Regions from separate parts of the Sus scrofa genome. Here all the other regions are linked to region 3. A link is a contact called in public promoter capture Hi-C and targeted proximity ligation data. All regions are on one chromosome and are shown on one strand. The core of a region is the stretch at or near the end of the contact, and the rest is flanking DNA. Distances in the headings are between cores, read along the strand shown. Region 1 has its middle 19 kb from the start of GKN3. Region 2 holds the start of BMP10 (bone morphogenetic protein 10). Region 3 holds the start of FBXO48 (F-box only protein 48).

The links. Promoter capture Hi-C pulls out the DNA fragments that hold promoters and counts their contacts.
Region 1: a targeted proximity ligation map of alveolar macrophages shows a contact between it and region 3. A contact is called at or near these places in 2 of 5 promoter capture datasets (fetal liver and fetal skeletal muscle), 10 of 47 Hi-C or Micro-C datasets (blood, embryonic fibroblasts, fetal heart ventricle and 6 more) and 2 of 2 datasets of targeted methods (alveolar macrophages and skeletal muscle).
Region 2: a contact with region 3 is called in a promoter capture Hi-C map of fetal liver, with 2.8 times the contacts expected there. A contact is called at or near these places in 1 of 5 promoter capture datasets (fetal liver), 2 of 47 Hi-C or Micro-C datasets (embryonic fibroblasts and omental adipose tissue) and 1 of 2 datasets of targeted methods (alveolar macrophages).

Annotation. Positions count from the first base shown.
Region 1 is chr3:73,486,147-73,488,846 of Sscrofa11.1, forward strand. No RefSeq gene overlaps it. Among named protein-coding and RNA genes, the nearest start is that of GKN3, 19 kb to the left of the region's middle.
Region 2 is chr3:73,518,652-73,521,351 of Sscrofa11.1, forward strand. It overlaps BMP10 (bone morphogenetic protein 10), which reads left to right and starts at 1,253. Exons shown (of 2, transcript XM_003125070.4): 1 at 1,253-1,670. The coding sequence starts at 1,337.
Region 3 is chr3:73,829,872-73,832,571 of Sscrofa11.1, forward strand. It overlaps FBXO48 (F-box only protein 48), which reads left to right and starts at 1,428. Exons shown (of 4, transcript XM_021087420.1): 1 at 1,428-1,537; 2 at 2,245-2,390. APLF (aprataxin and PNK-like factor) reads right to left here and starts at 1,287. Exons shown (of 10, transcript XM_005662500.3): 1 at 910-1,287. The coding sequence starts at 1,005.

The sequences.
Region 1 (2,700 bases), core at 170-2,669, 340 kb before region 3:
AAGAACTGAACAAATACTTTTCGATTTGTAAATTTGTCACTTTTTCTTTTTGCTTATGAGCCCCTTAATATGATATGCAACTCACAAAAAAGCCACAAGGTGGCGTAGGAGCAAAGGCGGTGAAACAAGTCCCTCACGAGAGACCCAGTAAGAGGTTGAGGAGGAGAGTGTGGCAGAGAGAGGTTGCAATCATCAGCACATAAAATCTTACAGCTATTTTACTTAGTTTACAAAAATTTCATTCACATCATTTCCCTTGGAATAGATGAGGAAGGTGACCTTTGCCCATTTTATAGATGAAGAAATGAAGCCGGAAGACACGCAGCCAGTCTGGGAGGATGCGGTAACCACACCCTCCAGTTCAAGTTCAATGCTCTTTCCATTCCATCCCCCTGCAGACTGCAGATTTCCTTCCTCACACGGAACGAAAGGAATATAGGATTACCAAAAACTGAAAGCCAAAGCAACAGCAGGAAAATGTGTGCATCCCCCCATGTTCAAATTCCTGGCGTCACTTCCACGTGTCTCTGTCTCCCTTCACTCATTTACCAGCCCCTAAAGCTGTGCATTTTGCTTTGTGACATAACTCTCAACTACCTTTTCTCTCCTCCCAATGTCACTGTCTTCATTTCCTTTCTGATGGCACCCACGACCCAGGTTTCCCCTCCAATCCCTCCCCTTCACTCAGGTAATAATTTTTGTCAGTCAGAGATGGGAAAACAGGGACAAAGAATTGTTTCAGGGATGGGGTGACTGGGGTTGAACGGGGAGTCTGTGGGGCTTCTAAAGCCGGCGGGACCTGCTGGGAACATTCGGGTGGGTCAATGCCCAAGGTGTGGAGGGTGTGCTTGGGGAGCTGAGACATGGTTCAGGTGATCACAGCTCTCTGGGTTTCTTGGTAGGGATCGGGGAGGGAGGATGCAGCAGGAGGTCAGTGAGGGGCTATTCAAGGATAAGCAGGTGTGGACCTTATGGTTTTTCCCGGAGATCAGTCCATATCTGGTGGGGCAGTAGGACCACAGCCATGCTCAACCATGGCCCAGGATTGGGAATCAATCGTGCTAATTCCAGCAGCCTTGAACCAATGGCTCAACCCTGCGGTGACCCAGGGTTCTGGTGACGGAGCCCTTGTCACTTTCCTCATGATTGGGGCTTTATTTTACATCCAGGCCCCACCGTAGTCTTGCACCAGAGCAGCTCACTTGGCTCTGAACTCAGCTGCCCAGTTCTTCCAGCTGCAGTGTCCTGCATGGCTGCGTGCCTGGTCCTAACCTGGCCTCTCAGTTCTCCTCCACCCTGGACCTTGGCCTCCCTGTAGCTCCATCTCTTTGCTGCCTCCAGACTCCCCCCCATCTGACTCTCCTCACAAGCCAGGGTGCCTCCTGCTCTGACTTTATGCCCTTCCTGGAACTTCCTGCCCAGCACGTTTGTCCCGCCCACCGGGCTCCGCCTGCCTCGCAGCCACGCCCCTCACCTCCCACCTGCTGCGGCCCCGCCCAGGGCATCTCCCTCGGTTCTGGGTTCTGCTGCATGGCCCATAAGGATCTTCTCCACATGCAAGTAGGACAAGGGCATATAGTCTGTTGACCCCAGGGGATGGGCAAAGCAGGGAAAAGCACCGGGCAGCACCGGGCAACCATTCACTGTCCTTCACGTCACCTAGAGCATCCTCGCTGGGGCCTGTTTCTTAACAAGACTCGCTGAGTCAGTGTGGAAATGTGACCCTGGCCCACGCCTCTTGGCACCTGCTGATTCTACTTCCTACAGCTTTAAGGAGAGAAATTAGAAACCTCAGTTTTGCCTTATAAGGCAAAATGGGGTATTTCTTTGGGAAGGCGGGGCTTTGACTTAGGGAGGCGTGCAGGGGGGCCTGAGAGATGGTTTCTGTGCCAGTGGAGATCAGATGTTCACACACACACACACACACACACACACACACACAGGAGCAGAGCTCTGGTCTGGGAAAGGGGGCAGGATTCCTTCACCCACCACACACACTTACAGGCCTTATAGCTCCTCTGAGTCTTTTGTGAATTCTTTTCTCTGAACTCGCAGAACCTGGATTCACTACAGCAAGGATGGGCATGGGGGTGTTATTCTCATTGTCTAGGAAGTACGTCTCCATGAGCTGTGCTTCTAAAAGAAAAACACCAGAACAGAGGGCCCAGCATGGTCAGGGGTGGGAAAAAGAGGGAAACCTTAGTCAATCTGGTGAACAGAATCAGAAACTGCTGGATTTTAAAAGATTTCACCAGACAGCAAACATTTCCTAGGAAAGCATTGTGAGTTCACAACCACAAAACAAACAAACAACAACAACAAAAAAACACTTTAATTTGAAGAGTCATAAAAGCAAAAATAACCTCACTCCATTCTTCCCTAAGCCCATGCACACCCCCGGTGAAGCTGATAGAGCCCAAAGTAAGTGGAATGAGATAAGACTTGAGAAGACCTTCTTCCCCTCTCTTTCCCCTCTCTTTTGGACTTCAGTTTACCCAGTGGCCTGGCAAGAGTTGGTGCTTGATAAATTGTGAGTGAATAGGGGATGTTCTGGGCCCTCGGAAGGACAAGGAGAGTGGAACTCTTTGGGCAGGTCAAGGAGGACCAAACCCAAGTTCTCCTGGGTCAAGTCACCCTGTGTAGCCACTGCTGCCCGTTCAAACCGATGGGTGTGGCCAATGGAGATTCTTGGTGGCTGTA
Region 2 (2,700 bases), core at 3-2,502, 310 kb before region 3:
TAATTCGTCATTCCAGTGAAGGACCTGAGGTCCACATCCAGCCACACGCTATTGCCTGTCTTCTCCTAACTGTGGGTGCCCGGGCAAAAGGCTGGGCTGGAGCTATAGCCCAGGGAACACTGGTTAAAAGGTCTGATTGCTGGGAGTTCCCACTGTGGCTCCGCAGCTTATGAACCCACCTAGTATCCAGGAGGATGCAGGTTTGATCCCTGGCCTTGCTCAGTTGGTTAAGGATCTGGTGTAGCCACAAGCTGCAGTGTAGCTCACAGACAAGCCTTGGATCCCACATTGCTGTGGCTGTGCTGTAGGCCGGCAGCTGCAGCTCTGATTCGACCCTTAGCCTGGGAACTTCCATATGCCGCAAGTACGGCCCTAAAAAAAGCAAAGGTCTGATTGTTTTCTTGTTTCATAAGTGTCAGACTGCCTGGATTCAAATCCTGGCTCCATCACTTTGTCACTTTGTGACCTCTGGCAACATATTGAAACTTAGTGACCGATGTATGCCATGGGGATAATAATAGTGTCATTATAGGAAGCACATTTGGCGATATATACAAAGTACTTAGCACATTGCCTGTTCGTAGGAAAGCACCTAATAAATCTTAGCTGCTGTAATAATGAAGCACTTGCCCTATTTTTCAAAAGCCATTTTAGCCAGATCAAGTCTGTACAAAAAAGGCTATTGATGACAAAGTTTTTACTCTCTTCTTTCTAATAATGTCAGCGGTTAAAGATTTCTGTAAGTTCATTTGTATCTATTAACTTAACTTGAAAACGCTGGAGATTTGGTCTTTCTTCGGAGAGATTTATGTGAGAATGAAAGGCCCCTCACTTGCATTAAACCGTATCGCCACCCATGTGCATTATGTCGATTCTTAATATCTATTATCTGCATGTGTGACACTGAACCATGTAAAAGCAAAATGTAGGTGCTTCTGCCAAAAGGAAGTGGATTCAAAGGAGGAGAAGCAGAGCCTTTGCAAGAAGAAAACTGTCCTATCTCTCAGCCAGTGTCAGAATGTGGAAATGTTTACAAAATGCTCATTAAAAGAAAAAAGGATTGCAAGATAGAAACAAAATCTGGTGCACAAGTTTACACTAGGGAGATAAGAAAGGCTAGGCCCCTATGGGGGATTTTGTTATCCAATTACTGCAACCTGACTTTTGGTGTTGGGGGGTGTGTGTGGGAAGAGTGGCGGGGGGAGGGAGAGAGAAGGGAAGTTTCCAAACTTGTCTCCAGTGACAGGAGACATTTATGCTCTGCAAGATAAAACTGCCACTTAGAGCCCAGGAGCGCTAAACCTTCCTGGGCTGGCCTGGGGGCTCGAGCAGAGCTATGGGTTTCCTGGCCCTACAGCTGTGCGCGCTCTCCTGCCTGGTGGCTCCCTGGGTTTCTGGCAGCCCCATCATGAGCCTGGAGCAGTCGCCTCTGGAAGAAGATATGCCACTCTTTGACGATGTCTTCTCGGAGCAAGATGGTGTCGACTTCAACAGCCTGCTCCAGAGCATGAAGAACGAGTTTCTCAAGACATTGAACCTGTCTGACATCCCGATGCAGGACTCAGCCAAGGTCGACCCCCCCGAGTACATGCTGGAACTCTACAATAAATTTGCCACAGATCGGACCTCCATGCCCTCTGCCAACATCATTAGGAGTTTCAAGAATGAAGGTAGGTTGACGTTTTACTGATGAAATCTGGCTTTGCATTTTCAGAAGCACTAGGTAAATGGACCATGCAAGGGAGGGATACAGATAAGAGTGAAAACGTCTGTATAGGGGTGTGTGTGGACACAGACACACAGAAACAATGCACAGTGTGTTCTGTAACGTCTTCATTTTCCAAATGGCATTAAAAGGGATTAAAGAATATCTTTTGATCCAGAGTTGTAGGGTGTCTGCCATTTTGACCTCATCATTGGGCCTTTAAAATTTTTCAATTTGGACGGCAGGTCATAAAAGATGTTAATGTTAGTCTACCACCATACTTCTGCCCTTTTCCCAGATAGGCCTCAGTTCCATTTGGCTTTTAATTGACCACAGTATTTGTCAGCTTCTGAAAATGATGAAAGTAGACAAAATACAGAAAGTGGCCGTTTGTGTTTCCCTCAACCTTTGGGTGAGTTTCCATTCTGGGACCTGATGTAAGACGTGTTCAAACAGAATGGAAACGTATGTTTTCGAGATTCTTCCTAAAGTTCTGTTTCTTTGATGTGACGTGTGTATCCTTGAAGCCCTGTGTATAGTTTCCGGGAAGTGTGCAAGGCCCAATTAATGATCCGGCTTATTCTGTGTCCTTACAAAGAGCAAAGCACAAGCTTAGATATCAGTGGGAAAAATGTGTTTTCTTCCCCTCCCTAGATCCTTATGAAGTCCTAAATCTAAGGATCTAGCAAGGTAATTCTTTGTTTAATAGGATGCAAGTAGTCAAGATTTTTGTGGCTAATATCGAATACTCGATTCCAATATGGGTGGTGGGTCCAAAGAAAGCAATTCTTCATAGTTACCAATTATGCTTTTATAGTCATTGACCAGGTGCAAAAGGGGGTTTGAGTAGATGTTGGCCAAATGTTCTTGAAAGCAAAAAAGGCAGTGGCAAAACAACAGTACAGGATTTGGATTTTTGAGACAGGCCTGACTTTGTCAATGTGGATAATTAGCTTAATTTCCCTGAACCTCTATTTCTTCATCTGTAAATTAGG
Region 3 (2,700 bases), core at 178-2,677:
CATCTCTGTGCACCGCAGGGCGCTAGGATCTGCACAGTGTGCGGCACAAAGTGGGCACTAAACCAGACATGCTGAATGTTAAGAAAAAATATATACGTATTGAGGGAGAGATTTACAAAATTCCGCAATGTAACTGGCAAGTTTTCAAACTCTTAAACATCCCAGAGGAAGAATGCATAGCCTATCGGCACTCGGTGTCCAAAAGCTTAAGTGTGCCCTTTAAATAACCAATCTATAGCTCAACTTTCTTATTTGAACAATGAAGATAATAAGAGTACCTAACTCAAAGGGTTTAGAAAAGATTAAAGTTGATACAAGTGAAGTTCTTAGATCAATGCCTGGAACACTACATACACAGAACGGTGGGCCATCGATATTACTGAAAAAGACTATACAATAAAAGTTTGGCAAATGGGCCAAAAGTTTAAAAGAAATTATTCTAGAACAGCTAAGATCAGAGGTTGGCAAACTTTTCCCGTAAAGGGTCAGATACTACTGCAAATACTGTGGCCTACCAAGCCAAGAGGCAATATTCTCAACTCTTAGAGCAATTATTCTCCACGAAAGACTAATTCAGGTTGTTTACACTTTACATTTGAAAATTTGAGAACCATTCTCAGTATATGCCCTCATACAAAAAAACAGGCTGGATTTGGAGCCAGGGCCAGTTTGCAGACCCCCGCGTAAAAGGACAACGATGATACCCCAAGTCAGTGTTTTTAAAGGCAACAGAAGGAAAAGTCTGAAAGTTGCTTCGAGTTGACTGAAAAAGTGCTGCCCCCAAACTTCTAAAATCCAGACAGGCCTGGCCGGCGTGCTAGCAAATCGGGGAAGGTCCGGGAGAGGGGCCTCGGGAGCCGGCCAGGACCTCGCGGCCGTCCCGACCAGCAAAGCCCCCGCCACACTTACTCCCAACAGCGGCCCGCGGCCTATCACCGTCTCCCCGGGCGCCAGGGCCACCCGGGGACCGCCGTCCTGCGGCTGCAGCTCGAAGCCTCCGGACATGGCGGCGAGGATTAGACCCCTTTGGAAGGAGAGGGTCCCCCCAGCCGTTTCCGCCTTCCATGAACACGCGCGGGGCCTACGCAGGTCCCGCGAAAACACAGGGGGAGGGGGAGTGAAAACTGCGCCCGGGTGTGTCCAGGCCGCGCGGAGCGGGGGCCCCGGCGCGGGGTACCGAGTCCCGGCCCTCCTTCCAGCCAGTGACGCACTCGGGGATTCCCCCTTCACACAGCCTCCAAACTATTGTTTAAAACCCCCGGTCAACCCCCCCAACCCCATCCTTCTCACCGCCCACCCCGCTCGAAGGACACCGGACCTTGTAGTCCGTGACGCCTCCCTTCTCCTCGCTTGCCGAGCAGAGAGGCCCCGAGAAAACTACCAATACCAAGAGTCAATGCGCTCGCCTTTCTGAGCCTGTGCGAAATCCGAGTCAGCAAGGCGGGGCTAGAGTGGGCGGGACCTGAGAGACCTTGGAGAAGGATTCGAATTCTGGAGGATTTAAATCGCTGAAGGAGAGTTCGCTGCGACCCTGTAGGTAGGAGGGTCTTTCCTTCCGGCTGACGTCGGGTGGGCGTGCAAGGGGGCGAGGACCCGGTGTTCGAAGAGTCTGCGCTCGTCCCGCCTGAGCGGCAGTGACAGTTCGTGCTGACGGTTGTTATTGTTGTTTACTTGTCATTGCCCCTTGATCTGTGGACTATGGCATCAGCAATCTGCACGGGGCACGCCAGTAGGGTGGCTCAGATGGGACGTGGGGTCATTCCTTCCGACCTGCGGCGTCCGCCTCGGGTGAGGGCTGCTGAGAGCCGGGTGTCTGCGCGGCCTTCCGATCTCTCCGTCCGTGTGACACCTGAAAGAGGGTGAGCTCTCACCTAACTAGAAAGGTAATTCAGCACGATTTGGTTCATAAAGGGGCAGAAGAAGATAGTTTTCTAGGTATTCAGCCAAAGCTGGACTTGGAGGAAGGAAAATACCTAGTGGGATTTTAGGAATCTCAGCAAGGCACCCCTGTCTGTTAAATTCAAAAACGTTCATCTGCCTCCTCTGGAATAACTGTAACGGGAGAACGCATTTTATCCCCAGTGAGCTCCCGGGAGAAGTAGCAAATGTGCGTGTTAGTGCACAGGAACTGTCTCCTAATATGAGATTCTTTTCAAGAATAGGGTAGTTTGGTTTCAGTTTGTATTGCTGCGGAGCAGGAGGGTGGTGTGGCAAAAACTTAACTCATGAACTTGTTTTTACCAGCTTGCTTTCTTACTTCCCCAAACTCTGAAGAGGAAGTCCTCTCTTGAACTCGAACACTGAAATTCTAACCATTGTAACTAATTGGGATGATGAACAGCCAAATGAATGGGAGCATCTGTGGGCCTGGCAAGTCCAGAAACAAATAGGTGAGTCGCACATCTAGAAAGGGGAATTTGTCCTTAGTTCAGCTAGAAGTATTTAGCTGTATCTGAAACCACTCCTGGCTACCACCCCTCATTAATAGGAGGAAGTGCAAAGTGGAATAAACTGATTTTAAATAAATATGAACTGTCTTTATATGCAAAAATAGCTCCATGCTTTCAACTGATTTCAGAAGCCGTCACCATGCACCTTAAACTAGCTGAAACTGGACTTTACATCTTTAGTCATCTGCTATTGTTTATAGTTGCTTAATAAATGTAACATTGTTTATAATTGTTAGTCATTGTTGCTTGA